7 separate regions of the Mus musculus genome follow, and all the other regions are linked to region 1. Evidence: chromatin contacts called from public HiCAR-type, HiChIP or PLAC-seq and promoter capture Hi-C data. All regions are on one chromosome and are shown on one strand. The core of a region is the stretch at or near the end of the contact, and the rest is flanking DNA. Distances in the headings are between cores, read along the strand shown.

Region 1 (3,979 bases), core at 380-2,879:
AGTTTATGCATCGAAAGCCACACAGCACAAGTTAACAAAGGGCTTCCCAAAGGCCCCCCATGATGATCCTGAAACCCCAACTTTTCAGCTTCTGAACCAAAACTCTGAACCCATTCTAAACTTTCACTTTTCTACCACAGACCAATCTGATGAGTCAGAAAATTTCCTTTGCTTTGCCTGCAAACACATCCACACTCTGACTACTCTTCCCACAACCTTCTATGTCACAACTCAGATGCTAACGATCAACATTTCCCTTATGGCAATGGGCTAGCAATGGACTTTTGCTTCATCTGCTACAACCTCCTTTTAACCGAGAGACAGAAGCCACTTCCTTGACATTTACATTGGGTCATTTCACTTCGAAGCTCAATGCATCAATTTTACACATCTCCGTTTGAAGTTGCTTCTTCCATGATCTTTACCAGTAAAGTAGAAGAAAGCAGCAGAGACCTATTATTAAATACTGATTTATTGATTCATTTCATGACTTATTCAAAGCACTGCTTGTCCTGCTTATTTGACAAGCATGTCTTTACTGGCTACTTGGAACATAACGACCTGGAGAAATAGCAGAAACATTGGGCTATGTTACCCTTAACAACCTGCTGACTGCCTCTTAGGCATCTGTAAAATTTCGCTTGCTTGCCCACCCCACCTTGTGGTTTTAGAGTATAAAACGCAAACAACAGACTGGAGCCCAACCAAGCCTTTCAGGAGCAACCCTGGCTTGAGTCCATCTGCGACATCTCTTCGCTTCTACTCTCACTGATGTCCGAGTGAGTGTTCCAGAGAGTCCTGCAATAGCAACAACCGCGCGCCTTCTCTCCTTCCAGATCCAAACCTGCGTTAGATAGGCTCTAAAAATGTTTTGAGCATTCTCTTCATAACATCAGGTCTTCCTCTTTCATCTTCTCAAAGATGAAACCCAAATCATTTGCTCCTGCATTATTTCCCTTCAAAGAGCCCATCTCTTTGGAATATGGTCCTTACAGTCTTCTTGGTCATGCTCCTCTATCTGACCTTTCATGAACGTTACCACCAGCTTGCAGACCATGTAGGAACTTGGCAGTCATGTTTCTGAAGACGCAGTTCAAGGGTGAAGACTCAATGTCAACAGGGAACAAGGGCTCCAGCGCGGTAACACAGCTGGTCTAAAAGCAAAGTGGAAGACGACACAATGAGAGGGATTCGTAGACGCGAAACAGATGGGAGCATCTCCAGCCGTGCAGCGGTACAACTGGCAGACGTGGTGAGGGGCGCGCGGAACGGATTGCAGGTGTCTGGGGAACCTTGCCTTGCTTCAAGCCTCCAGACCTTCCTTCTCTCCTCAGCAACCTTTCTCCAGCTTGCACTCCAAGTTCCGCAAGTGTGCAGAGCCGGTACTGTCCCCAGCTGTGTCTTGGCCCACGTCCATCACAGGGGCAAACCGCAAACCACAGGAGCAGAGCTTTCAGGCCGTCTGCCTTCCGCGCAGGCTCCAGAGCCAGGCTCCTAGAGGCAGAGTTTAAGCCACGCCCGGGCCGCATACGAACCAATCCGCCCCCGAATATGGATGATTGACATCCAGCGGCGGGGAATTCGGGTCCGGATTAGGCACTCCTAATATTGTGGGCGGGCCTACACGAGAGGAATCCGGAAGCGCCGCGCGACTGGTGGCGGCTGGGGCCAGAGATCCCGGCTGGGGTCCAGTATGTCTTCTCTTCGGAAGCAGGGTAGGCAGGAAGCGCGGAACGCGAACGGAGACTGGATCCGAGATACCCAGGGGTGGCGGACGTGGTAGGCTGATGGCCCTGAGCACTGAGGGATCGTAGGGGCTACAGGGACCTTGAGTGTCTAGGGCAAGATGGGACATGCTGGGCCCTGAGGTACCCTTCTTGTGGTGGCTTCCCCTTCCTGCTGGCTGGGTCTGGCGCTGTCGCAGCTTTTAGGGGCCTTCGTTCTCCCTGGACCACACTAGTGGAGCAGAGGCCTCACCGGACTCTGGGATCTTCTTTGCTGGGGCGGAGCTGGCGCGTGGGGATGGGGATTGGGGTGGTGGGTGGAGGACACAAGACCTAGAGTCTGGAGGATTGCCTTTACCTAGGGCAGCCAGGCCTGCAGTCATCTCTGGGTTAGTACCCTGAGGTCCTGAAGTGCAGTTCATGTGATAGGAGTAGAGAATATGAGACTTTTCTGTGTTTAAAACATGCTTCTCTCTTGTGAAATGGGAGGGAGGTGGAGGAGACGGCTAGTGGCAACTGTATATAGTTAATAAGTATCTGCTTAAAAAGCAGGAAACTAATTTCTCTGCAAGCAAGAAAACCATGAACAAATTAGTATAGTCCCCATCCTTAACTAGCGACTTTCCACTTCAGCCTCAGTGACTTAAGTTTCATCAAACTTTATGGGGGTGGGGCGGGGGGGGGGGTTGGAAGTAAGATGATCTCAGGGATCAGAAAGGACAGATATAACCCTTTCAAAACAGTCTGATCTGATGTTGTGTTTCAAGATGAACATAAGTGTTCTTTACTGAGCAGCAAAACCTTTTTCTAATCCTTGCAAGGAAGAGGATACAAACACTTTATAGGTTCAGCTGTTTCCTGGGTTGACGCCACACCCTGTGCTTTCTCTTCTTGAATTCCCTTCTATGTTCGAGATGCTTCAAAACTTGGCATTAAATGCAAGGAATTATATCATCTATAAAGCACCTCGCCAACTTTAAGACTCTTTTTAACCTCAGTAAATTAAGGTAAAATGCAGGAAAGCTTTTGGTCGTTTTAATCAGACACTAAACTACTCTCTGAAAACAGTCTCTTTTTCTGTTGAAGAGACTATATGACAGAATTATCAGGTAAAATGTAAATAGTTGAAGGATACTGTGTTTTCCAAAGAGTGGGGCTTGTGAACCCAAAACATAAACCTGGAAGTAGGCATTTAAGCCTGAGAAGGCCAGCTAGGATGCCTCATGGTGGTTATATGGGGATGGAGGAGGGAGGGAAAGCATGAGAGAGATGGGAAGAAAGGTTTCTAGGAAAGACTCAGCTTGGTAATGAATAAGATACCGAAAGAGACCTAGATCAGAGCTTCAGGCCAGCCGCAGTGTCTGGATTGGGCAGCGTTAACACTGCTATGGCTAGAGGAGACCACAGAAGGAGGCCTAAAGGAAGAACCTGACTGATCTGGTTACCCACATGATGTCATGCAGAACGAGGCAGCAAGTTCCTTTGTTTGCCTGCAGAGAAAGAGCAGCAGATGTGTAGGGAGAAGACTTCGTGTTTGAAGGACAAAGAGAAATACCAAGGACCTGAAAAATATTATAAATAGTATAACGTTCCACCCTAAAGCCCCAGCCCAGAAAGTTTGAGTCCACAGGACAGGGGTAGTAAGGAAATGTGAGCAGCAGTTTTTCTTTGATAGCCTTCCCATCTGTAGAGCCACAGAACCCACACGTGAAAATAAGTGGTTCTCAACCTTCCTGATGCTGTGGCCCTTTAATACAGTTTCTCAGGTGGTAGTGACCCCCAACCATGTTACTTTGTTGCTATTTCAGAACTGAAATGTTGCTACTGTTGTGAATCACAATGTAAGTATCTGTTTTTTCTCATAGTCTTAGGCGACCCCTTTTGGGGTCCCAACCTATAGGTTAAGAACCGTTGGTCCAGAACATCTTTTCCAGTCACTGCGTCTTTATGTCGAACCCCAAATTTGTCTGATTGAAAAACAATGAACTGGAAAAGTAGAATTCTTGGTACAAAAATCATAATCTATCTCATGGCCTCAGTTTCTAAGTGCTGCTTACAGACTTGCCTCGTGGGTGGCAGCTGCCATTTCTTAGCTCAGTCTGTCTGGGTGAGAAGGCAGTGCTGTACGCTGAGCAGTTGACGAAGCTTCCATTATAGTCTGGAACAGGACCAGCCCACCTGGTCCAGGAGTACTCTTTGCTCTCTCTCCTGCTACAATGTATTGACAGATCCCAATGAAAGTTCTTGCAGCCTTA
Region 2 (3,979 bases), core at 487-2,986, 980 kb before region 1:
CAAAGCCTCCTTTCTTCCCCAGAATTCCTCCGAGCATCAGGGGCTCCCAAACCCTCTGAGGTGTTCTTGAGTAAGGGGGAACTGAAATGACACAGAAGAGACAAAGCTTGTCACGGAGTGGACCACTGGTGACAGGAAGGAAGGGTTGAAGAGGTCACGGGCAGCCTCTCCTCAACTCCCAGCTTGCCCTGGGCTGACTGAGACATGAAGATGGGGCAGCGCCACCTAAGGCATTAGCGCCGATTAGCTCCTCCGTTCACCCATTAGCACTTCTAGCCCTGAGCTAGGGCACAATGGCAGGAGTTAGGGGGAGGTCTGATGGGAGAAAGTGCTTCTTCCTCTGCAGGCGAGTCACAGTGCTTTCCATCAGTAAAGAAACCCATGACCTGCCACTTGTTCTTTAGAATTGGGAGCATCCAGGGCACTTTTGGGTGGGCAGAGTACAGGTTAGAACTAGGATCTTGTTTTGTCTTGTTCATTGCACTCGTGGGTGTTTTGTACTATACAAAAACATTGAAACAGTGGTATGCGTGTACATAGTAAATGATTACCCATCCACATATGGAAGTGAGCGCTGGAATATTCTTCTCCCTCTGCGTGTGGTAGGATTGTAGGAGACAGGGTGCCTAGGGCAGGGACAGAATGGGAAGCAGAGAGGACATCCGAGTGGCTCTGGGAACTGCACCAAACTCTGATTTCACCGGAGGCTAACTTGGAGGCAGTGAACTCTGAACCCAGTCCTCAGCATGTCCCAGGTGGACCTTCCGTCCCTTCTGCTCCCCGGGGCCTCGCAGGCAGTGTTCAGCAAACCCAGATTCTAAATCTAGCCTTTGCTTCATGCTGAGAGAACTTGAGAGGTTTTACTTTCTGTTGGGATGGGTTCCCAGAATAGAAGGACTTTTTTTTTTTTTGGTCTTGATTTTTACTTCCATGGGGGCACCTTTGCCTCTCAGAGTCTCAGTGCAAAAAAACGTCTCAACAGGACTTCCTGTGAGAATTAATGCAATTTTATCTTCTCTAAAGATGGGCAGACAGCATCATAAGTGATTTCCTCATTGGTGGTAGATGGATGGTAAGTAGAAATCAGACTCAGAATTGAACTCTTCAGACTTTACATACCATAGTCAGAAAGGAGCATAAGAAAAGTTTAGTCATGGGGCTGGAGAGATGGCTTAGTGGTTAAGAGCACCAACTCCTCTTCCAGAGGTCCTGAGTTCAAATCCCAGCAACCACATGATGGCTCACAACCATCTGTAATGAGATCTGATGCCCTCTTCTGGTGTGTCTGGAGACAGCTACAGTGTACTCATATACATAAAATAAATTAATAAATATTAAAAAATGAAAGGGTTTTTTTCTTTTAAAAAAAAGAAAGAAAAGTTTAGTCATGAAAGCATTCAGCAAAAAGTACATGATAGCCATGTCACTAACAAGAAATGGGACAGACTGTTCTAAATGCCCCTCAGATTAAGAGGACAAAAATATCCTTTTGTGGTGATGGAGGGGGTGTTGGGGGGAGGTGGAGATTCTCCTTATGGGTAGTGAGATAAAAATGTGTGAGTATTTGTACCGCGGTACAGACTGCAAGTTAAAGTTCAGATAGCACCCAGGAGCCAAATTGCTTTTAAGTGTCGTCAGAACTCAGCTGCAGGAGCCAGAGTGTAGTCATAGTAGTAAATGTCACCTCAGAATGCAAGGAAAAGCTCATTCCATGGCCAGCTAGAGAGAAGGGCAAGGCATTCCGCACCCCAGACACACCCCGGATCAGATGATCCGTAGCTCAGCACTTTGGAATGAACAGCTGAGCTGAGCTATCATTTGTGGGGTTTCCCAATGCTCTTTTCCTGGAGAATATGAAATTCTCTTCATCTGCTAAGAAGGGCCCAGGAGGGAGAAGAAGGAAATGAAGGGATCTGCTGGTCTTGGCAAGTGTAAGTCAAGAGACCTGGGTTTCTGGATCATTCCATCATGGCCTGCCAGGGCCAAACAGCTTAGTTCATTCTGGGTGTTTCTTTACTGTTTAAAGCCAGTGTTATTCTGGATGTAAAGTCTGAATACTGCCAACATTGGGTCAGGGTGTGACAGTCTTTATGCTCATTCAAATCTAAGCTTCCCAGACCTGCCGGTCAGAGCGCACCTACTTCAGGGATCAGACACTCTGACATCAGTGTTGTCCGTGAGGAAGCTGGCACTGGCTGACTGCCCACTGATCCCTGGTGTCAAGGGAAGAACTACTGTCCACAGAGCTCCTGGGCCCTGGAGTCTGCCCACCCGACTGGCTTCTCCCTGAGCTGTAATGCTTCCACCAGGGACACGAGTACCCGCACATCTTCTGGATCCCACTCATTCCCTACTCCACATCTGGTTCCTTATTCTTGAGTTTCAGTGTGAGCTTGACACTGGTCACCTTGGGGTCCTCCCACTGCAAGTCAGCGGGGATCCTGTCTGCTCACCTTAGCTTCTAAGACCCCTGTTAGCTTCGGCTAAGCTAGCATCCTCCCTGTTCTGCAGGTTCCCTAGTCTACAGGCCTATCTGTAGTCTCCATTTCTCCTTTCCCTTTCATCCCCAGCACCTGTGCACCTCAAGAGACTGTTGGAGAGTCTTCACTCAGACACCCAGTTCCCACCCACTATCCTTTCACCTTGAAAACTCTTTCCAAGAAAGATTTCCCCTGTCCCCGTTTTTCCATGACCTATCACCCTAGACCCAGTTCTCCCCTCACCTGCCTGTTATTCACCTTTGCTCAATGGGAGACACCTCCTGGACACCAGAGAGCAAGTCCAGTTTTGGTGGCTACCCACGTACCACATCACCAAAACAGCACCAGGCACTCAGTTGGCTCTCAATGGACGACAGGAGAAACCAACCAGCTGTGAGGCTAGGAGTCTGCTCTTATCAGGGGATGGGGCTTCCAGCTTGGTAGAGACTGGACAGCTGTGGAGGTGTGGCACTTACACAGAAAGGGGAGGGGCCCACAGTCCCGTGGGGGCTCTGAACAGCACTAAGCTGTCCTTAGGCCACCAGAATGAGCTCAGGGAAGGGGCTGTCTGCCCCACAGAGAAGCAGGAGTCAAAAGGAAGCAGATAGGAAGAGGAAGAAAAACTGAGAAACAGACAGAGGAATTCCACCTCAGCTGCAGGATCAGGACCTGACAAAAGGCTTCCAGTCAAAGCAGGCTCGTGGTGGGAGTAAAACCTCAAGAGCACAGCACAGTCACGTGACCCTCCCTCCCTCCTAGTGGAGCCCCGCATCCATCTTCATCAGGGAATGGCTGGTCACCACAGCCTCCTGCTGAGACTTGACATCCCAGGATGGAGTGGTGCCCAAGGGGGTGGGGGGCAGTTCTCATTCTCTTAGGAGAAGTCGGTAATGGGAGAGGGGGTTGTGAGGGAAGGACTGGGAGGAAAAGAGGTGGGGCCTGCAAATGGGATGTAGAGTGAATAAAAATTAATTAATTAGTTAGTTAATTAAAAATACTGCTGGGCATGTTCATCTATAACCCCTCCCCCGGAAACTTTCTGCTTTGACTTTCTCCCCGCAGACCACACCCTCTTCTTGGCCCTGGTGTCCTGCTCCAGATCTGCTAGGGGCTGGGCATACTTCTCCACTGTAGCCATCATGCAATGATTCTACCTTGCCATCCGGAACAAATGTCAGAATCATTTCTTCTTCTACAAAACCCAATCCATAAAATATTTTAATGAAGGAGGAGAAGAGTTTTCACTCTACGCAAACATCCAGGCAAAGATGCAGGAAGAATGAGTCTGTCTGTGTGTGTCTGTGTGTCTGAGTGTAGCATGTGTGTGCCATCATGTGACTCTTCGAGTCATCCCTGTCGATCAAGCTGGCCCAGACATCCTGATCTCTCTGCCTTGGCTTCCTGAGTATAGGGGTCAGGGTTTTTCTGCCTCTCAGCTGGCTTCTGCTTTAAGTTTGTACATGGTTATAGGATGCGACCCCAGCACGCACTGGCTGTGT
Region 3 (3,979 bases), core at 824-3,323, 960 kb before region 1:
ATGATGCATTGTGGCCAGACACTCACCTCCCAGATCGGTGACCCTGGATGACATGCAGGTACAACTTTCTCACCAAAGAACGGGTGAGTATGAAGTGGAAAGATGAGTGATTTCTCAGGTCTTCCTCTCCCGCATGCCCCCGAATCAGTCATAATTAGGGGGTTGGTCATCTACAACAGAGCCGCTCTGAGACTAAAAAGATCGACTGTTAATAACCAGTGCATGCCCAGAGATCCAGACATCTGCCACCCTGACCACAACCAGTTGACCTACACAGCAGAAACACCCAAGAATGTGTGTCTAACCTTACACCCGTGGCTCACCGTGTCAGATTGATTGGTAGAGAGCCAACTAAGAAGCATGCCTCTGGATAGGTCTCTGTGTGTGTGTTTCAGGAAGGTTCAGTTGAGGTAGGGTGTCCCACTACAAATATGGGAGTGCTATTCCATGGACTGGGGTTCCAGACTGCATAAAGAGGAGAAAGCAGGCTGGTCAACAGCGGCCATCTCCCTCTGTTTTCTTACTGCTGATGCAAACCTCCCCTCCACTAAGAACTATGTATCCTCTCGAATTGTAGCTGTGTATCCTCCCAAGCAAGCCCTCCCTCCCTTAGGGCTTTGTCAAGTGTTTTCACTCACCAGCAAGGATCTGACATACTCACTAACTTCGAGCAATTGAGCAAATTATTTTCAAAAAATCATGAATGATCCTAGCACAGCCCAAAGAGCCCTTCTCTCCCTCTTCCCTCTTAATGGCCACTACTGCAGTATCACCTTTGTTCACAAGAGGGCACACCAGCCACCAGAAATCTTTTCTTCCCTGGGCACTCTCCTGGCTGTGAGCTCTTTTCAAGAAGAGCTCAACAATAGTGTGCAAAAGAAAGAAAAAAAGAAAAGTCTGGAACTTGAGTGTTGTTACCCATAATCCTTTTTAATGTGGAATAAAGTTCCATTACTCCTGACCCCGGGGCTGGCAAGTCACAGTAATTGTGTCTGACACATCCTGGGGCATGATAGGCAGCACTGTTTCTATGATTTTTAGAGGACTGTACAAACAAGACCAAGAAAAACCTTAGAAACCTTTTATTTTTCCTGTTGAGAGCTGCCTAGTTTGTCTACTTGCTAATCCCAGCTGCAGAGGAGGTTTTAATTATGAGTAGCTTGTTTTCTTCTGGCACAAAGAATGTAGGGTGGTATAGGGAGTGTAGGCTAAGTATTAGGAGGTAACTCCTCCAAAGAACACAGGGTCCCTTCAAGCCAATAGAAATTCTTCACTGGCCAGTAGACCTAAACCGTGGAGCCCTGAGCCCTACAGTTCTTTGTCAGCGTGCACAAAAATTACATCCTGGTTGTCAAGCTTTGGTTAGCAAGAAGACAACAACAGATGCCAAAAAGCAAGGTTGGTATATTTAGGAACTTTCCCAGGTCCTGTACTATGGGCTGGCATAGGTTTTTGGTGGATTTGGTCTTAGTACCCATTCTGGCAGGCATTGGGGCCTACATACCCAGTTTTAAGGTCACGATAATGTCTCTAACATGACATCAGATGTCCTAAGGTCTTAGGATGTACTAAGCTCTGGGGGCCTGTTACAGTAAGAGATGATCTACAAACACCCAGGCCTGGATTGTCACTCCCAAATGGGTCCCAAAGTCGCTTCAATCTGAGATGTCCCTAGCCCTGTCATATAAAGTATCCTTTATGATGATAAGAGCCCAGACTTGTACTATGACCACTCTGATATCTGCGGGAGAGGGAGGACTCCATACACACTTTAAAACCCATTCAGCACCCTGCATCTGATGTGAGTTTGTCCCATGACAGGACTTCAGAGTCAGGAAGCTGTGGGGTGTGGAGTCACGTGAGCTGTGGAGGTCCACCCAAGGACACTGAGAGACAGTGAGAAGCCAACGGGGCTTTCGAGATGGAACAGCCTTGCTCTACGTGAACCTAGACGTGGGAACAAAGGCTTCCGAAGCCTTGGAAACCATGGGGAAAGAATGCAGTGCTGACCCTGGGAACAAACATAAATTCCAGGTTCTAATAGAAGGAAGGTTCTGGGCGATGACTTCTTTGTTGAACCCAACATTCCCGTGCCCTGTTGACGCACCCCTCTACGGAGCCAAGATCTGTTGGCACAGCCCTCTGCGGAGCCATGCTAAGAACACCATGAACTACAAATTGAGGGTGAGCTCAAGCCTGCTGGTAAGAAACAACCAAAGAAACCCACTGTCTCTAGACTTTCCCAGAAGCAGAATTCTGTGCTGAAGTAGTTGACCCATACCTGTTAGCGCTACTTAAATACGAATACATTTTTATCATGTCACCGCTCATGTGACATGCTCGTAAAATCTACTCATCTCTCTGCCATGGGTCTCGTATAAACCCAGAAAGACAAAGTGATTCTAAAGATGGTAAAGAACTTCCCATTACTGCAGATGTGGAAACTGACCCACACAGAACCAGCAGCACCCTCACCTGCAGCTCCTGGAAACCCAAGTCTACCAAGTTTAGCCTCCAGGATACCCACAGACATGTCTCTTCACTGGACCAAGGTGTGAACAACTCCCTTGGCTTTTCCTGTATTCTTATGCACCTAGGCCCTGTACTGTGTAGGACAGGATGGGTTGCTGTTTGCAGACAGAGTCCTCGTAAGGAAAGGGTGCACAGATACACCAGTGGCAAGGATAACATACTTGATGCTCTTGACCTAAATAATAATCAGAGACATTCAGACAGACAGACAGTCTTCAGGACATTGATATTGAGAGCTGAATGGGCTATTGTGGGAACAGGTATACCCCAGAAAGTCATGATTGTGGGCAAGGGATAATTTCTATAAACAAAATGAATTATGTCTAGCATCTTGAAACCATCTTCCTTGGTCACAGACTATCAAGGGAAATGCCACCCAAGGCTGAGTGGGCCATTTGGGGATAAACATCCTGAAAGGGTTTTCTGGACAAAATTCTGGTTCTGTAGCCAATGCAATGGTTCTACATCTTGGTGAATACAAAGTCAAAGCAAATGCCAGCATGAAATGAAGTAGAAAGATATATTACCTGCAGCAGGAAGGGAAGGGCAGGCAACCATTTCCAAAGCATCCAATGCCTTCCTCTGGGGAAGTGCCTGGAGCTGTTCGGCAAGCCAACAACACCTATGCAGTGGAGAGGGGGCCCCATCCTGAACGTGCTTAGTTAATGCTGAGTTGAACTCCTGCGCATGCTCAATTTAAGGTTATCATTCAGAAAGAAAGATGTAGATGTATTTCTGGGCATGCTCTGGTTTATAGATAGGGCACATAGGAGCCAGGTAGCATGCTGGGCATGTGACATAAACCTTCTGAAGGCTGAGTTAATATAGGAACTTGCCTGTGATGGTGCCTGCTTCACCGCTTGCCTCTGCCACTTGAGGTTTCCTGTGATCTGATCACCAGTCGAGTATCAAAGATATATTATATATTATATGTTATACTATGTTATATATTATATCAATTATATTATATATTCTATGTTATATGTTATATTATCTCATATATCATATATTATATATAACCTCCTTGTTATATCTATTAATAAACAGTTATTAAATAGATGAGTGACTCCATTTGGTTACAATAACTTACAGTTTTATGCTTAGTAGATGTGATAGATGTCAAATGATGCCTTTGCATAAGATATTCTTATATTTGAAAACTCATCTGTAAGCACACACGGGGAACTGGGAGAGAAGGGAGCTGTGAATGGGAACCATCGCAGGGGTCCCACATCTGGTATGGAAGGAGTTGTGAGTGGGAACCATCGCAGGGGTCCCACATCTGGTATGGAAGGAATTGTGAGTGGGAACCATCGCAGGGGTCCCACATCGGGTATGGAAGGAGTTGTGAGTGGGAACCATCGCAGGGGTCCTACATCTGGTATGGAAGGAGTTGTGAGTGGGAACCATCACAGGGGTCCCACATCTGGTATGGAAGGAGTTGTGA
Region 4 (3,979 bases), core at 640-3,139, 920 kb before region 1:
CCCCACTAGAGACCACCACCCGCGCGGGAGAACAAAGTGATGATGTGACCCAGCCTGTGACCCACCGATCTAGACATAGGGCGTAATGGCCCCCAAACTGGTGTAGCTGGGAAGGGCTCGTACAGAAAAGCACATTTAATGCTCTCTCCCAACTCGTAAACCAGAGACGACCTTACAGACGGTAAACAAAACATTTTAAGTATCTTTCCTCTGTATTTTTCTAATGATATGATGAGCCATTTCTAGTAGTTGATATGAAAAGCTCTGAATTCTTTTTATCTCATCAGGACCTTAGCCGAGTTACACCGGAAGGGAGCGTTGGAGCGCCTAGTCAGTCAGTGTGGGGACGCGGTTTTTTCCCAGCAACTCCGGGTACCCGGTACCCAGGAAAGCTCCTTTCTGCCTGGCAGGGCTTGGGGTGGGGGTGGGGGTCTAATAATAGGAACCCTTAGGATGAAAGGCTTAAGGGCGCCATTGACAGCGGTGAGGGTTACTAATTAGAGACTGAGTAATTCAGTGGTTAGGAGTAGGGTGCTGGGAACCCACGGGGAACCAAGGACTAGTCACTCGGTGTTGAAAGATGCTGGGAACTTCAAGATAAGCTCCCGAGTGGAGCTAGAGGAGGGAAAAGAGCTCATTCTTTCTATCCCTGGACTAGACTGTAGCAGGCTGGGGAAAGAAGTGCTTCTTTAGGAAAGCTAAATAATGTTGGAGTGAAAACTCTCCGGTCTAATGCTACAGGTGCAGAGGGCCAACCGAGAGGAACTCGGCAGGACCTGCCCCCACCGCCCTGGAGGGGGTTGGCTGCCCTGGAAGGGGTTGTCCCAGCCGCACAGCGGGGCTGGCAAGGTTCCAGGAAGGCTTGGGCTCCACTCCCAGCCTCTTCCCAGGATGAAGGCGAACCGCGCACTCAATCCTAATTTAAATGCAGCGCGCTTTCCTCCTTCCATCCCCTCCCCACCGTGCTGTCAGGCACGTACCCGCGCAGGCCACCAGGCATCCCTGACCCACTGTCTGGCTCTACGAGCCGAGGCTCCCCGAACGAATACTGTAGCTGTGCGTGGCCCACGCGTCCCGCAGACTACCCGTGGCGTCAAGAGTCTGCCTAGGGGGTCCCCGTCCGGGTCCGCCAAATCATGTCCACTTTCCGAGCTAGCTAGCGCCCAGTCCCTGAGCTGCACCCCCCCCCCCATAAAGAACCCAGTGTCACAGGCAGCAGGAGGGGAGCGGCCAGACCCATGCCAGGGAGGGGCCCGTGCAGGCGACTCACTGTCGCCTGTCGTCCTCCCACGCCACGCCCGGTGCTTTTTTTCTTGGATCAATCCGGTCCTCCGAACCCCCAGTCCCCACTTCCCTCCAAGAGCAGCGTCCCTGCCTACCACCCACAAGGCCCTCCATCCTCCAGGAGTCCCGCAGGCCGCGCCCGGGCCCCTACCTCACCGCTCGCAGCTCGCCGCTCTCCCTCCACCCCTGCAAACCCACCCGAGCCCAGGACGCGCAGCCTGGCCGGGGGGCGTGGGGTGTGTGACGCGCATGCGCACGCGACCATTCACGCGCACCTGTGTGAGCGCCCCCGGGGCGAGCGAACCTTCCACGCACCTGTGCGAGCGCTGCGATTCTGTGCGCTTTCCCGATGCCGGGAACGCGCCGGGCTCCTCCGCACGCGTGCCAACCTCCGGGTTGGCAGCGACTGAGTATGCCCTGCACTTGGAGGGAGCGCGAGCTGGGAGGCCGCCCACGGCCGGGGCGCGCGTGCACCTCGCTGTCCCCGCCTGCCACCTACGGCTTGGGGGTCTTCCGGCAGAGGCTGCAGCTGAGCTAGCCCTCCGTGGATCTAGTGTGCGCGGTGCCCGGCGCCTGCCCGCAACAGCTCCTGCGCCTCCGCACTTAACCCATTCCAGACCAAGTGAGCAGAAGCTGGGAGCTCGCTCTTGGTAGCCTCCAGCCTTGACAGCAGCACCGTGGCGCACAGAGCACCTCCAGTAAAGAGACCCCGCTGCTGCACCCCGCGGGCATGACCTGTTGAGCCCTTCCCAACCCCAAAAAGCACCAGGAACAGGTGTCTGCCGCGAGCTTTGCCCTACCTAGGGCGCTCTTGGCTGTTTGACCTCCAGCATTACATCCTGGGTCCCGCTGAGCATCTGTAAGAAGCGATCCCACACATAGTAATTAAAAATCTGTTGCCCACATCCTGATAGAGTCTAGAATCTTAAGAAAGTTCTGTATAGTGAAGCTGACCAACCAGTTGGTGGACATTTCTTGGTGTCTAGACTGGCCTTCTCCTCTTGTGTGGGCAGCCTCGGGTAACATAAGGAGTGTGTGTCAAATCAGGGTTGATCCTGGGATAAATGCTTCTTTTAACAGCTTTATGCAAATTACCGATGGCCAGATTTCTGTGAACAGAGGATGTGAACATTTGCTCTCTACTCTGCTTTGATATTCTTGGCCAATTTATACCACCAGCCTTTCTGAGTTCAACACCAAAGCTGTAAAAACGCTTCTTGTTCAGTAGCCAGGCATCAACCAGGGCAGAAAGCTGCAAACTGCTGGAATGACTCCTTCCTTCCGTTCCTGTTGGTTACAATAGAAACAGGCTGAGATCATTTTCATTTTCATTATGTTAATTTCAGTTTGTCCTCAAATAGGTAACTCTCAAGGTCTCTTAGTGTGTCTCCATTTACACGTGGGTGGAGAAAAGGCAGAAAGGTGACCAGGATGCGGCCTCAGGGCTTTCTCCACGTGCCCAGCCTCCATCATCCTGGCTCTGGATGCTGGGTGGACCAGCTCCCACACTGGGCTGGGTACCATTTACAGACCTACCCCAACCCCATTCCAACAGGGATTTTTACAAAGCTATACACTAAGTAGGCTGTTCATGGAAATTTTCTGAAAGGATGAAAAAAAAAAAGTAAAGGAAGTAATTAAAAATAACCTTCTGGTGTCTCGTAGAGGGGGTGTTTGGGGGTTACCTGCCATGTGTTTCCCCACTTACACATTTATAGACTCTATTTCAGTGACGTCATTGAAATTTGCCAGAGGTGTGGTAATTAGTTGGAAATTCTTCATGCTTCATGAGGTCCTGAAACTGACCAGGACTGTAATCGCGGAGGGAGTGTGCCATCGAATCCTCCTGCCTCAGGAAGAACCGGACCGTACTGCAGACTTGAGATGCATCACCGTGGCTATCTCCCAGAGACAGGTGTGAACAGGTGTGGCACTGACTGAGCCTTTCACACCCTTAGTGCTGGGTAAAACCGACCAGGTCCAGGTCAGAGCAACAGGCTGGGAGAGAGCCAGCAGCAGCACGCAGACGACACCCTGAATGCAGTCATCCCTCTCAAACCTGACAGGGACAAGATGCTCAACCTGTCTCCCTGACAGTACCCAAGTCAGATGGAAGGATGTATGCTGTGCAGTGGGTAGTGGAGCCATCTTTCTCCAGGGAGGGCGTTCCCCCGATTCTACCATTGCCCTGAGAGCTCTCAGCTCTCTCCGTCTGTGCCTTTATGGTTGATCTTTCCTGCACGCAGCCTTGTGAAGTATAAAAGGAAGGTTGCCTGCCTGTAGGTCATACCCATGTCACACCTCGTTCCTACTCTTAAGCGCTTTAGTTGGCTCCTGTGGGGATCCTGGGTGTTGTTTGCTCACAGATGCCAGACCAGACAGTCCCCAGGATTTTTTAAAGCCCGTAAGACTTCATGTTCTGCACTGCTACCCCCTCCCCCAAGCAATTAAATTCCAATGACTGTCAGGAATGGAGCCAGTTACTCTAAGTACTTCCAGCTTTTCGGCATTAAGAATAAATAATTAGATGTTTGTTGGTTCATTTCAAAATCCAATCCATGCTGTGTAAGAGGGAAGTTGTCCCCATGGGACTCCCTTAAGTACCAGCCTTGTCTGACCAGGCCACTCCTAGAAACGCCGCCACCAATCTGCATGTGGATTCTTTCAGATGCGTCTTAGATATGGTGGCTGAGCT
Region 5 (3,979 bases), core at 803-3,302, 900 kb before region 1:
GAGTCACATCACTATGACACTCTCTGTATCCCTTCCCATGCCTTCCTTGTGAACTCTGCTTATCTTTATGGAAGTGGTGACAAGGCCCTATGGTTTGCTTTTTGCAACCATAACCATATACACAGACTCAGGGCAGATACAGTGATTGGACATTACAAGGCCAGTTCTGACCTGGGCATGGCTTTACCATGCCTGCTGAGGGCTGGGCAGAATGGAGTCACCAGAGCTCCACAGCACCCGACACTGTCCCGTGGCTGGGCACAATGCCAGGGTCTGCTCTACGGTACATGGTACTTGGCAGGTACACAGCAGTATGTACTGGTGCTGGATGAAGGACCAGGGCAGCATTGGTTCAGCTCTGTGATCCTGGGCATGGATCCCCTAAGTCTGGTGTCCTGTTTGAAAGCAGGGACACAGGCCCAGGGCCTGTTCCTTCCCTCCCTGCGAAACAGTTTCTGAGCATGCCTCAGAGGTCACAGGGATGCGGGGATGGATGGGTGGAGCCCTGGCCGGTGCTGCTCTGTTAACTGTCACAGGATGACCGTGGCTGAAGACTACTTCGGGGTTGCTGTATTCTTGTCCTGGCTGTTCATCCTGTCTGTCCCTTTATCCCTTTTCTTCTATCCACCTGAGTCTAGTAAAAAGCACCATAAATGGTGGAAACTCAAGAGCAAGGAAAGCAGCCTTCAGTTAAGCTTCTCCAGTAATGATGCCATAACTGTGCCCCATGGCTCTAGGAAAACAGCTGGGAAGTTAGCATCTACTGGAACCCCAGAACACCAGCCTGTTCATAAACTTAGATTGCTTTAGACTGGTATTAGTTTTTTGAGATTAGATTTTTAAACACACACACACACACACACACACACACACACTCAAAGGTAAGAAGGAAAGCTAACACGCAGCTGGGAAAGAGAAAAGATGGCAAGGGGCTGGAGAGACGCTCAAGGATTAAGATCACATACCACTCTTGCAGACAACCAAAGTTTGCCTCCTAAGCTCCCAAGTTTGGTTGCTCACAGGGGCCCGTAACTTCAGCTGCAGAGGGTCTAACACCCTTTTTGGCCTTTGTGAGCACCTGCACGTGCACACACACACACACACACACACTCACAGAAATAACATGTAGAGAATAGAGTTCCTCCCTACGTGACAGTCAGCATAGGAACCGCCCTCATGCTTGGCAGGAGGCAGACCTGTCCTTTGGGAGGCATTCTGACCCAGGCTGCCAGGTTAGAGACCCCAGACCCAGGATGCCCTGGCCTATGAGCCTTCCTGTTCAGCCCTGCAGCAGCTGTGAGGATGCCTCGCCCTCAGGGCCTCCTCCCTAATGGCTCCCAGTGCTCCCCACCCTGCACGACCCAGGCTTAGCCGTAGGCTCACAGTCTGTGCAGGAAGGCAGCTGGCTCCCCCCAGCAGCAGCACCCCCGCCCCAGCTGGGTGAACACGGGTTGAGATCCCGGGCTGCACCCACATCTCAGCTGTGGCTGCCCACAAAACAGGAACAGCATGAATCTCGTTTTCCCAGAAAAGCAGGTTTTGCTTCTCTCTATAAATGTGTCTAGTTATTTTGGGGCTAAAATATTGCACAGAGGGGACTGGTACTTGGATCTGAATGCTCTACTCGCTGAGCCTTGGAAATCTCCAGCACTGAGCCTCTCTACAGCGTGTGGCATAATAAAGCAGGCAGGGAATGCTACCTTATCTTGGTTGCTTTCAGAGGAAGGCTGCAGAGAGCATCCCCTAGCACTTTTGGTTTTAGTTTACTATAGTAATATGAATAACAGTGATGATGGTGAGGAAGAGGAGGAAGAGGAGGAGGAGGATATAATGTTGCCATTTGGGGAAAAACATCTTAAGATAGTGTTACTATGTCTCAGTATAAAACTAACAAATCACTACTCTGGCTCTTGGATATTTCTTTAAGCAAGATTTCATCCTGATGAAACAGGGCAGCTGGGGTTCCGCTGGGCTCCAGTGTGCTGTGCTGGATGTGGTGGGCGTTTCCCATCACCAACAAAGCAGCCCCTGACTTAGATGAGCATCCTGTGACACTCAGCTGGGCTAGTTTAGACACAGAACCAACGAGGTGAGGACTGCTAGTCGTCAGATCTGCCCTGTGGAGCATGTCTACGTAGGTTCTTGGGACTTTCTAGGAACTTGAATGATGTCACTGGTGCCGGCAAGAGCTGTAACAAAAATCCCAGGAAGTTGCCATGGTACCTGTGACTTGGTAGGGCTCGCTCTGTGCTTGAAGGGAGGTTCTTACAACAGCAGTGACTCACAGGTGGATGTAAGAGTAACCGAAGTTACCAGGAAACTACGGGAGGAGATGCTTGCACAGGTCTCCTCCTGCCTCTCCTGTGGCTAGCTGGCAGGCTGGGCCTTGGGAACACAGAGAAGCCGCTCATACATGAATCAGAAAAAACAGACGCCGGGGTAGCCCAGCACTAGGGCTGAGGCATTAGGATCTTCAGTTGAGGCTCAGCCTGGGCGTGAGTGACGCTATCTCACTGCCATCCTGGGGAGGATGTTTTGAACCTGGGTCTGCCCAGGAAACTTAGCACAGCTGTCTGCTCCTCTGCCCGGGTAGAAACATCCTGCTACAGGCAGAGCCTCAGCTTCTGCAAACTGCACTGCCCTAGGGAGTCTGCAGGCCTTAGGCAGTGTCTTCACGGATGATATCTGTGTCAGTCACACATACTACAGTTTGCAGCTCTTGCGGCAAAAGCCTGGTTAAACGGTGGGGTGTTAAACAAGCATTGGGCCCTGGATTCTACTCTCAACAGGAAAACCACCAGAGTTCTCTGCATCACTCTCTCCCCGAGGGGGACAGCACACGCCACCAAGGCATGTCCTGAAATAGATGTCCAAACAATGTCTAAAAGTGTGACGTGTAAACTCTTAGCAGAACGGCCTGAAGCCCTGCTCTGGTGAGCTGGTAAACCCCACGGAAGATGACCTACAAATGTTCTCCGAGGCCAATGGTGATGGCAGTGTGACACTGAAGCTGCGAGCAGGAGAGTGCTGAACCATCAGGTTAAACTACCCCACCCCATAGAATAAAAACAGAAACAAAACCAAAACAGTGTGACCTGAGCTTACATAGGGACAGGGCTGGGTGAAAGATGGTTTAAGACAGATGGGGTAACTGGGCATGAGCAATCGGTATAATAAGTAGTGTAAGATATGGCTAGAAAATACCAATGGCGCAGTGAAAGATACACAGTCTATACATCTGTGAACTGCAAACACACAGACTGGGACGTGGAACGGGAGACCTGACCGTAGGCAGTGGATGCAGCACTATGCTGCAGGCGTGCTGTGCGGACCCCTTTTCTCCTTTGACTGACAGGCCTGCGCACTGCCTTCAATGCTGTGTAGTGCGCCTGCGTCTAACTAGCTCCACCCCTGTCTTGGAAACTTCCAATTACCATTCCCTTGACATTCTAAAACACAGAGCCTAAAAGGTCTGAGGTTACCCACACTGGGAAAGAGGAACAAGCCAGTGCCGGACAGAGGGTTTTAGAGAGGGGATGGATGTCGTGCATGCTGCTGGAGTGGCACCAGTCAATGATCGTCAGGACCACCTTGTGACTGGAGACCAGTGTACACAGCGGACTGAACAGCAAGGACACATCAATTCTGGTCTGTGGATGGAAACACGCATGAGATGGGGAGGGGCGGGAAAGGGGTGTGCGTGGGGGTAGAGACGTGGTACAGTCTCTCAACTTTCGGCTCAGTTTTGCCAAGAACCTAACGTGGCTCTAAAAATAAAGTTTATCCTTCTCCAGCACCATGTCTACCCATATGCCGCCATGCTTCCTGCCTTGATAATAGATGGAACTTCTGAAACTGTAAGCCAACTGCCTTTACTGCTGGAGTCCTGGTGTCTCTTCACAGCAATGGAATGCTGACTTAAGACAGCAGGTAAGTGCTGGGCGTGGTGGCGCAAGCCTTTAATTAAGCACTTGGGAGG
Region 6 (3,979 bases), core at 1,026-3,525, 880 kb before region 1:
CCCCCCCCCCCGCCCCCTCCGTTTCTATGGAAATCCATAGAACTAGTCAGGAAATGCAGGGAGTAAGTTGAATGGAATCTAATGTGACAAACAAGGAAGGGGCTGTGTGGCTATGTCAACAGCCAGGACATCTACAATACCTCAGGGAGTGTGGGAGATGCCGACGTGACCCTCGCCAAGTCTGGAAACTGAACCACTGACTGTCCCAGACGCTGGCTGAGGGGTGTCAGGGGCAGAGAGTTTCCCATACCCAGGCTGAAGCTCTTCTACCAGGGGTGGGTTGTAAATCTGGGAATGCAGGAGCTGGCGTGGAGGAAAACAGTCAGTGCCAGTAGGAACAGGCTCCCAGGTGCTGCCTCCTGCAGCAGCCACCAAGCTTATCTCAGGGCAAACATTTCTTCACAGCACTCCCTCTGAGTTTCTCCATCTCCCAAGAGCCATCAGGAACTGGGAGGAATTGCTGTCCTCTGATAGAGCAACCAGCTCCAGGCTGTGTCCCTGTCCTCGCCTCCTCAAAGGTCCCCTTCCCTGGGTTAAAGCGTCTGATACCTGGCTGCTTGCTGAGAGCAAAATCCAGGGTTCCCATCTGGCTTCTGTGTGGGGTGAGGCAACAAATCAAGGTCCGGAGAATGGCATTGTATCAAACTGAGCCGTTTCTACACAGCAAAAGGAGCAATTGGCTGATGAGCCTTGGAAGTCGTAAGAATGCCTGACCTGCGAGTTAACATGTGACAAAGGGCCAGCATCTGCCATCTCTATTGAAACCCGACTAAAAACAGGCGAATAATCTGAACAGACATGTCTAAGAGTAAGACACACAAATGCCCAATAAGTCCATGTGCACTGTGGAAAAGCCACATCAAACCTCACCTCATACCAGTGAGAATGGCTATCATCAAAAACAAAATAGCAAATACAGGCAAGAACTCAGAGAAAGGGGAATTATCACTTGGTGCTCATGGGGATCTTAGAGCCACCCTCAGAGAACAGTAGGGAGGCTTTGCAGAAAACCCTGAACAAACACTCCACATGCTCCGGCTATCCGACCCAAGCCTGTATCTCAGGGAATAAATGGGGGGATGTGGGGGTGTCAGGCACACCTGTGCTGATTCCAGCCCTTGTCACAAGCGCCTGACACAGAATCAACTGCAGTGTCCATCAGCAGACAGAGCTGACAATGAGAATGTGGTACACACAATGGAAAATTACACCCAGTAACAGAGCATTGAGTCCTGCCATCTGTGGCAAACTGGATGGCACCGGAGTACACTGTGCTAAATGAAATAAGTCAGACCCAGGAAGATAAACACCATGTGAGAAAGGCAAGACGAGGGTCCGTATGTGGAATAGTTACTCCAGCAGCTGGGAGTGGGGAGAGGAGAGGAGACTGAAGAGGGGGCTCCAGATAGGTGCAGACAAAGCGCTAGGCAGTGTAACTGACTACAGTTTACAGCAACCAGTGGATAGCTGGAAGAGAGGTGACACGAAGCTCCAGATGCAGAGGAATGGCAAGGAGGTGGTGGCATTAAGTACTCAGATCAGTCAGGATGTGTTCTGTCAGGACCGAAATGTCACTCTGTGCCCCACAAACATTTCTAATTATCACGTGTTAATCGCAAGTTGAAAAACAATTTTCTAGGAGACAGAAACACTAGGGATCTTGTTCAATCATTGTGTTTTGGGTTCAGATGTCAAATTATCATATCATCTGACATGGGTATGTTAAATACAGCAAGAATGCAGATGTAACACCAGGGGGTGTGTTCTTATTTTGATGGGGACCACCAGAAAGACAAGTGGGATCCTACATCACCTGAGTCCCCAGGCCACCTATGGACCATGTGCTAGGTAAGCCAATACAGATAACCATCTGACACAGAAAATGAGGACCCACCTCTTGGGTCTGTGACCAGCGTGCACAGGGGCAGCTTACCCAACAGATGGCTCACCATCTTTCTCTTCCCAACCATGAGCTACAGCCTGAAAAGTCAGTAAAACACTTTAAACTGCCCTCAGGAAAGTACACACTTTCCAAAGTCATTTCAGGAGATCCGAATGCTTAACCCAACCCATGGGTCCCCACAGGAGCCCAGGCCACTGGTTCCCAGGCCCCTCTCTGTAGGCAAAGTCCATCGTGGAAACCCAATACGACTAACGACTAACGTTCATGCCCTGCCTCCATCTGAAGCCTGCTTTCTGGGTGCTTGGAGCTGTGTCGGGGCAGCTCCTTGCTGCTTCTGCTGGCACAGCCTCACCCTTCCTCAGCACTGGTTGCTAGGCAGTGACACCCACGTTCTGCCTCCAACACAAAACAGCAGACCAAGCTTCCAGAGCTGAATGTTACAGTCGTTCAAAACAACACAAAAGTCGTACGATTTCAATGGGAACAAGAACTTCTACCCAGCTTCTCGAAACATCCTGAGATAACAGGCCCCACCCAGGGAAGGGGAAAGAACACACAGAGGCCAAAACTCTAAAGGAAGCACAGGGGAGACTCGGGGACCTCTGATTACCAGTTCAGCCTGCTGCTGGTGTGACTGACTGGAGGGCGGCTCATTGGATCCTAAAGACAGGCTGCCCCTGCTGTGAGGTGGATCTAGACACACCCAGTCCAGCCCCTTCCCAGTATCTACTGTTAGACAGAGTCTGCAGCAGCAGTAGCAAACCTCTCAAGTGCAGAAAGATGCCCATTACTGAGGTCGGCATGCACACAAGACAACTTGAAGGGATGGATTCTCTCTTCCACCATGTGAGCAGCAGAGAGCAAGCGCAGGCCAGTCAGGCTTGGTGATCAGTACCTGCTGAGCCACCTGACCCAGCAACATGTCCTAAATGCCTAACCCTCAAGACGTAGAAGAGTAAAATTTTCCTGTCTGTGATAATGGCTGCCTAACCAACTTGGCTGCTCTGTGCACTTTGCTTTACACGTGGACAACATCGAAGCACCACCTTTGACACTTCAGATATAGCTGGCATTCCATTAAACCTCAGCAAGGGAGTACGGACAGCCTGGGAGTCATGCCACTCACACAGCCCAGGCCGGGCGTGGTGGCGCACGCCTTTAATCCCAGCACTCGGGAGGCAGAGGCAGGTGGATTTCTGAGTTCCAGGCCAGCCTAGTCTACAAAGTGAGTTCCAGGACAGCCAGGGCTACACAGAGAAACCCTGTCTCGAAAACCCAAAAAAAAAAAAAAAAAAAGGATTTAGTCATCCCTGCTGTGTATGCCTCTCAGATGCGGGACTCACTGCATCTCAAGCAACAAGAGATAGCAGGGGCCTTCTCCAGTTCCGTGTTCCTAAGACAGAAGGGGCAACCCAGGGCTAGTCTCCCATGGACCCCAGGGCTGGCTGGCTGGACTTCTGCAGTCACCCCGCAACCATGGCTCCTTCAGGAGTACCCAGGCCAGTACAGCTGCAAATGGGTCACCAGCCAAGGGCACACATGCAAGGGTGAGTCAGGGTGCCCACCTCAATCTGCAGAACCCTCTGTCCTTCCGGAAGACAGTTCTTAAAAGACACTGTTTCTGAGAACACAGTCTCCCCTTTATCTCCATTATGGGATGTGCTACACAGTGCACACTGTCTGTGCATCAGAAGGTCTGCTCCTAAATTTCTTCAGGATAGCCTGGCCTGTGCCACATTCACTGGCAGCTCGCAGGACCCAGCACTTGGTTCATCACAGGCTCATAATAAATAAACATGAACAACAATACCACATCATTAAACTGAAATGCCCCCTGGGGATGGCAGGGCCCTTAATTCGTCCTGCGGATCCCATCTGTAAGGCATGCTGTAAAGCGGGGGGATGAGGAAAGGCTAATCAAGGGAGACATTAACAGATGAAGTCACATGCCCACCAAGTCACCACCTCAAAGGGCATGGCACTCCACCAATATCAGCAGCAGGACAATGATACGCGTCATGCCAAGGCATGGGCGCACCCACAGTGAGAAGCAGAGCAAACTTCTAGAAGGCGGAA
Region 7 (3,979 bases), core at 730-3,229, 800 kb after region 1:
AGTCAAACTCCAGGCTACTTTTCATTTGGCACAGCAACATCAATACTTCCGGCATAAGAATCACATAAATTCCTAGGCGTGGTGATTCAGCCTTATAGTCTCAGTCATGAGTTTATTAAGAAGAAAAAAAACCCTCAAATCCATTTTTGAAACACAATGTTTACTACTACATAACTAGGCTACTTTCAAGCATCTGCTTCTCCTGCCTCAGCCTCCAAAGTAGAGCTCTGCTCTCTACAAGATGATATAAAAAAGGAGAAATGGATGAGACAGCAAAGAAAAGTCTCAATGGGAAAAATTACTGAATTAAAGCCTATCTATCTATCCATTCATCTTTCTATCTATGTATCTATCTATGTATCCATTCATTTATCTATCTATCTATCTATCTATCTATCTATCTACCTACCTATCTATTTTTGAGGCAGTCTTACTATGCAGCCCTAGCTGTCCTGGAATTAGCTATGTAGACTAAGCTGGCCTCAAACTCGCAGAGATCTGAGTCTCTGCCTCCCATGTGCTGGGATTAAATGTGTCTTCTTCCATCAGCAAAGCCTATTTTAACTCTAAAGTACATTTTAAAAGAGCACCTGTACCCACATGAACATAACAGGTAGCTGCCAAAGATGAAGCACTTCAGTAGCCGGCCAATCCTTGAAACTACTTTGGAAAAAGAAATAGAGAATATAATACAGAAGAGGAATAAGATGCCATGCACCAAAGGAAGATAAGTCAAACAGAGGCAGAGCAAACAGCCTATATGACTTAGAACCAATGAACCATGGCTTCTTGGTGGTGCCCAAAGGGCTGTTCAAATAGCTACTTTATTTGTTCAGGAGGTGCCAACTTAAATCCACAAAGAGAGGAGACACAGAGCCTACTCACTAGCCAGCTGCTTGTTCTTTTTTTAGTTAGGGAAGCCAAGGAGGAGAAAAAGATCTATGAAGAAAGAGGCCCTTTCATCAGTAGCAAACACTTCTCTGGTAAGTAAGCAAATCTACATTGCACCCCAGGAAGATGAGATGGATGCTGACAATAAATAAACGAGAGGTTAAACCCACTGGGCCAGAGTGACCTTCCCTGTCACTTTCAACTTACTTGATTGGTTTTACCACCTAAATTAAGAAATTAATGTGTAAACCATCTTGGTTTGATTGTTGACTCTGCCAACCTCCCTGGCTGTATAAGCTTAAGTCAAGTGTTGCAGGGCACCCACATCCCTTATTGAAAGAGACAATCTTGGGGCGTCTTTCCAGGTTTATCTTTAAGAAGAGGCTGTCTGCGGGCAGCCTCACGGGGCGGGACAGAGAGACTACAAAAAATTACAGGGAAGAACAAAAAAACGGGAGGCTCGGGGAGCTGAACCTCCGAGTTTAGGTGAAGTCTTGGAAACGGTTGTCTTCCCCCATACCCCGAAAGAACTTCTAGGAAAAGACCCTCCACCCCCTGGAAAGTAGACAAAGGCAGTCTCCTAGGAAGGATCCCCTTTGGAAGAGACAAACCAAGAAGGAGCCCCGGGTAGGAGTCGCCAGGATTGAGCAACCCGGATGAGGACCCCGGTGGAGCGCATCTCAGGACAGAAGTCCCGCAGCTGCAGAGCTTACCCCGATGGAGGAGGCCGCTCTCTGGACATGCGACCTCAGCATCACTGTCCCCGATCGAGAGTTCCCCGACGCAGCGAACCTCAGGGCCGCCAAAGAATTGCCCTCATCTCTTTCCTGGCCTCGGGACCAGGACACCGAGGACGGCACCGCCCTCTTCTTACTTCAGGCGCTTCTGACGCGCAGCTGGAAAGTAGGTGCGGCTCCTTTAAGCAGGCTGCCGATGGACAGCTCCGTCGTCCTTCGCGCGGCGCGATGCACGCCGGGAACTGGAGTCCCGGGAGCCGGCCGGCCAGCCAGCTTCCAGAGAGTGCGTAAGCCTAAGAGCCTCAGAACAGCAACAGCCTCCGAGAGAGGTTACGATGTGACCCAAACGCTGTGCCTCGGAGCTGAGGGGCGCCTGTCCACGCTGCACGCGGAGAGCCGAAGACGGAGCGAGCCCCCCCAGTCACCTGAAGGGAGCGTTCGAACACTGCGCCTGCGCAGAGCGCCTGCTGCTAGCCGCCGCGGCAATCGCCTGCGCAGAGGAAGAGCGGCGTGCGCTTGCGCAGAAAATTGAAGTCGCTTCGGCAGCCTTGGGGAGCATGGTAGGTGGCTAGCTTTGCGCTCTGCAGGTGCGGGCCAGAGCCGGGCGCGGAGGTCACCTCTCTGTGGCGGCATTAGGATAACCGAACCGAGAGGCCGGGCGTGCCCGTCGTGGTGTTGAGGGAGGGCGCGGTTGACTTGGAGTAGCATGGTGTGAAGAGGGGTGTGAGGAGCCCAGTTGGATCTCCGGGGAGGGCAGCGGCGCCGGGTCAGCTGGGTGCTGACCGGACCGGAGGGCGGGACGGGGCTGTGCGACGGGTGACAACCTGCCTGCTGGGCGGAGCCGTCCCGCTTCTGAGTGGACAGTGACGCCGATTGGGGCGGAGCTGGCAGAGCTTTGAAGCCGTCAGCCCGGGGAGGTTTGTGGAAGAGGTGGAAGGACGCGATCCCCGGAAGGTGGTGCGCAAGGCTCCGCGGGGTTAGCATGGTTTGCGATCCGCTCAGCTCTCGCCGCGGCGAGGATATCCCCTACTCGCCCGCTCTCTTCCTGAGATCAGGCTGGGAATCCTGGAGGCGGGGAGGGACCGACTGGACGCCCTGGAGGTAGAGGAGGGTTTGCCTAGTAGAGCCGTGCAAAGGCCTGGACCGCGGGAGGACGCCTGACAGTCCCATTCCTTGGGTCTCGGGGTAGCCTTGCTCCGAGAGGATGCAAGCGAATGGGAGCCGAGGAAGACAAGTTTTGTCTCTGTCCTGGGAGAGATGTCGGCTTGGCTTGGTTTGCGTAGAGGAAACAGGGGAACTGAGGACCGAACCCTGGGGAGGGAAGAGGGGATGGAACCAATACCGAGAAGGACGAGGCTGGAAAACTAAAAGGTTTGAACCTAGAAATCAAGAAATAATGGAGAAGAGCTGCAGAAAGACTCCTCTGACCAGCTGCTAGCAGACTTCAGCGGCCAAGCCACTCACCTGCGCTCTTGGACAGGAACGTCACTGGGGAAGGAAATGTTGGGAGGCTCAAGATTTGGGAACACTTGGACTTGATGCCCTCATTTCCAGGCTTGCACATGGCAAAGCACAGTCAATCTGTAGTGGGCCGCAAATCTGTTTGAGCAAATGTTTGTCCTATGAGCCCTTTGAAATTGACCATAAGAGGAGGTATTTTGCTAAGTGTCTGTGGAAGGACATTTTACAGATGCTTTCTAAAATCTTATATGGGAGCACTCTTGTGCCTAGGTTGTGTGTTATTCTTCACAAGATAACATAAAGTGTATGAAACTTTTCGTACCAGCTTCTGTTGTTTGGAAGGTCCACTTGTCCTGTATCTCTTTACTGATTGTCACCTGCTGAAACAATTCTAAACAGCTGCTGTTGTATGTGAGGAACTGTGTTGAGCTCTGTGGGAGACTATGAAAACATAAATCAGTGGCTACGGGCACTTCTAGCAGCAGTCTACTGTAAATTTAGTTTTGAAACATCTGAAATTGATGCAGATAAGTCATTGGAACTGTTAGGCAGAGAATGTCCCCCTAAAAGGTTGTCCCTGAAGGAGTTCTGCTAGTCTCTTCTTGATGGTCTTTTTTCTAAGTGTAATATTTTATTGCAATTTAATTGACCAAAAGCGTAAAGTAAAATCTGCCACTCCAGCCTGAATTGTTGGCTCAGCACCAATTGCTTGTTTTCCAGAGGATCTGAGTTCCATTCCTGACACATACTTTTACTCCCAGCACTTGGAAGTCAGGGTCAGGCAGTAATCTAGATTCAAGGTCATCCTGGTCTATATAGCAAGTTCCAGGCCAGGCAAGCCTATACCAATTCTTGAGGTCAACTGGACTGTCCAGTGTTAGTTGAGGATT

The links. Promoter capture Hi-C pulls out the DNA fragments that hold promoters and counts their contacts. HiCAR-type assays count read pairs that join an accessible place to other places. HiChIP or PLAC-seq counts read pairs in DNA pulled down with a chosen protein or histone mark. Capture Hi-C pulls out chosen DNA fragments and counts their contacts.
Region 2: a HiCAR-type map of fibro-adipogenic progenitors shows a contact between it and region 1, with 8 times the contacts expected there. The contact joins the enhancer-like site here to the promoter of Erich1 in region 1. A contact is called at or near these places in 5 of 39 promoter capture datasets (the 3T3-L1 cell line, liver, maxillary cranial neural crest and 2 more), 2 of 115 datasets of contacts at active chromatin or transcription factors (embryonic stem cells and fibro-adipogenic progenitors) and 1 of 9 other capture datasets (embryonic stem cells).
Region 3: a promoter capture Hi-C map of hippocampal neurons shows a contact between it and region 1, with 6 times the contacts expected there. The contact joins the promoter of BB014433 here to the promoter of Erich1 in region 1. A contact is called at or near these places in 15 of 39 promoter capture datasets (the 3T3-L1 cell line, 3T3-L1-derived adipocytes, the SN4741 cell line and 10 more), 1 of 15 datasets of contacts at CTCF or cohesin (large pre-B cells), 5 of 484 Hi-C or Micro-C datasets (CD8 T cells, Th1 cells, embryonic stem cells and 1 more) and 8 of 115 datasets of contacts at active chromatin or transcription factors (astrocytes, embryonic forebrain and embryonic stem cells).
Region 4: a contact with region 1 is called in a promoter capture Hi-C map of pre-B cells, with 2.0 times the contacts expected there. The contact joins the promoter of Kbtbd11 here to the promoter of Erich1 in region 1. A contact is called at or near these places in 4 of 39 promoter capture datasets (cranial neural crest, hippocampal neurons, liver and 1 more), 1 of 484 Hi-C or Micro-C datasets (embryonic stem cells) and 3 of 115 datasets of contacts at active chromatin or transcription factors (astrocytes, embryonic stem cells and thymic regulatory T cells).
Region 5: an H3K4me3 HiChIP or PLAC-seq map of stem cell-derived neural progenitor cells shows a contact between it and region 1, with 4 times the contacts expected there. The contact joins the enhancer-like site here to the promoter of Erich1 in region 1. A contact is called at or near these places in 1 of 39 promoter capture datasets (hippocampal neurons) and 5 of 115 datasets of contacts at active chromatin or transcription factors (astrocytes, embryonic stem cells, large pre-B cells and 2 more).
Region 6: a promoter capture Hi-C map of hippocampal neurons shows a contact between it and region 1, with 3 times the contacts expected there. The contact joins the enhancer-like site here to the promoter of Erich1 in region 1. A contact is called at or near these places in 4 of 39 promoter capture datasets (cranial neural crest, embryonic stem cells, frontonasal cranial neural crest and 1 more) and 2 of 115 datasets of contacts at active chromatin or transcription factors (embryonic stem cells and regulatory T cell precursor).
Region 7: a promoter capture Hi-C map of liver shows a contact between it and region 1, with 2.4 times the contacts expected there. The contact joins the promoter of Tmco3 here to the promoter of Erich1 in region 1. A contact is called at or near these places in 3 of 484 Hi-C or Micro-C datasets (CD4 T cells, CD8 T cells and embryonic stem cells), 1 of 115 datasets of contacts at active chromatin or transcription factors (memory CD8 T cells) and 2 of 9 other capture datasets (adipose tissue and liver).

Annotation. Positions count from the first base shown.
Region 1 is chr8:14,087,977-14,091,955 of GRCm38.p6, reverse strand. Erich1 (glutamate rich 1) reads left to right here and starts at 1,629. Exons shown (of 6, transcript NM_001034862.2): 1 at 1,629-1,715. The coding sequence starts at 1,694.
Region 2 is chr8:15,070,773-15,074,751 of GRCm38.p6, reverse strand. All of the region lies in intron 6 of Myom2 (myomesin 2), which reads right to left. Among named protein-coding and RNA genes, the nearest start is that of Myom2, 15 kb to the right of the region's middle. Within about 2 kb of position 1,736, at least 61 of the 459 cell types and tissues checked have an H3K27ac peak or open chromatin away from gene starts, as enhancers often do. A contact at or near this core is called in fibro-adipogenic progenitors, where this site is marked.
Region 3 is chr8:15,044,172-15,048,150 of GRCm38.p6, reverse strand. It overlaps BB014433 (expressed sequence BB014433), which reads left to right and starts at 2,073. Exons shown (of 2, transcript NR_037972.1): 1 at 2,073-2,184.
Region 4 is chr8:15,008,935-15,012,913 of GRCm38.p6, reverse strand. Kbtbd11 (kelch repeat and BTB (POZ) domain containing 11) reads right to left here and starts at 1,889. Exons shown (of 2, transcript NM_029116.2): 1 at 1,600-1,889. It overlaps 5830468F06Rik (a long non-coding RNA gene), which reads left to right. Exons shown (of 2, transcript XR_003947516.1): 2 at 1-2,183.
Region 5 is chr8:14,984,269-14,988,247 of GRCm38.p6, reverse strand. The region is part of intron 26 of Arhgef10 (Rho guanine nucleotide exchange factor (GEF) 10); the gene reads right to left. Among named protein-coding and RNA genes, the nearest start is that of Gm35149, 10 kb to the left of the region's middle. Within about 2 kb of position 2,052, at least 95 of the 459 cell types and tissues checked have an H3K27ac peak or open chromatin away from gene starts, as enhancers often do. A contact at or near this core is called in thymic regulatory T cells, where this site is marked.
Region 6 is chr8:14,966,492-14,970,470 of GRCm38.p6, reverse strand. All of the region lies in intron 18 of Arhgef10 (Rho guanine nucleotide exchange factor (GEF) 10), which reads right to left. Among named protein-coding and RNA genes, the nearest start is that of Gm16350, 7.3 kb to the right of the region's middle. Within about 2 kb of position 2,275, at least 73 of the 459 cell types and tissues checked have an H3K27ac peak or open chromatin away from gene starts, as enhancers often do. A contact at or near this core is called in hippocampal neurons and regulatory T cell precursor, where this site is marked.
Region 7 is chr8:13,286,013-13,289,991 of GRCm38.p6, reverse strand. Tmco3 (transmembrane and coiled-coil domains 3) reads right to left here and starts at 1,979. Exons shown (of 13, transcript NM_172282.2): 1 at 1,605-1,979. It overlaps Dcun1d2 (DCN1, defective in cullin neddylation 1, domain containing 2 (S. cerevisiae)), which reads left to right and starts at 1,866. Exons shown (of 7, transcript NM_001024504.2): 1 at 1,866-2,188. The coding sequence starts at 2,186.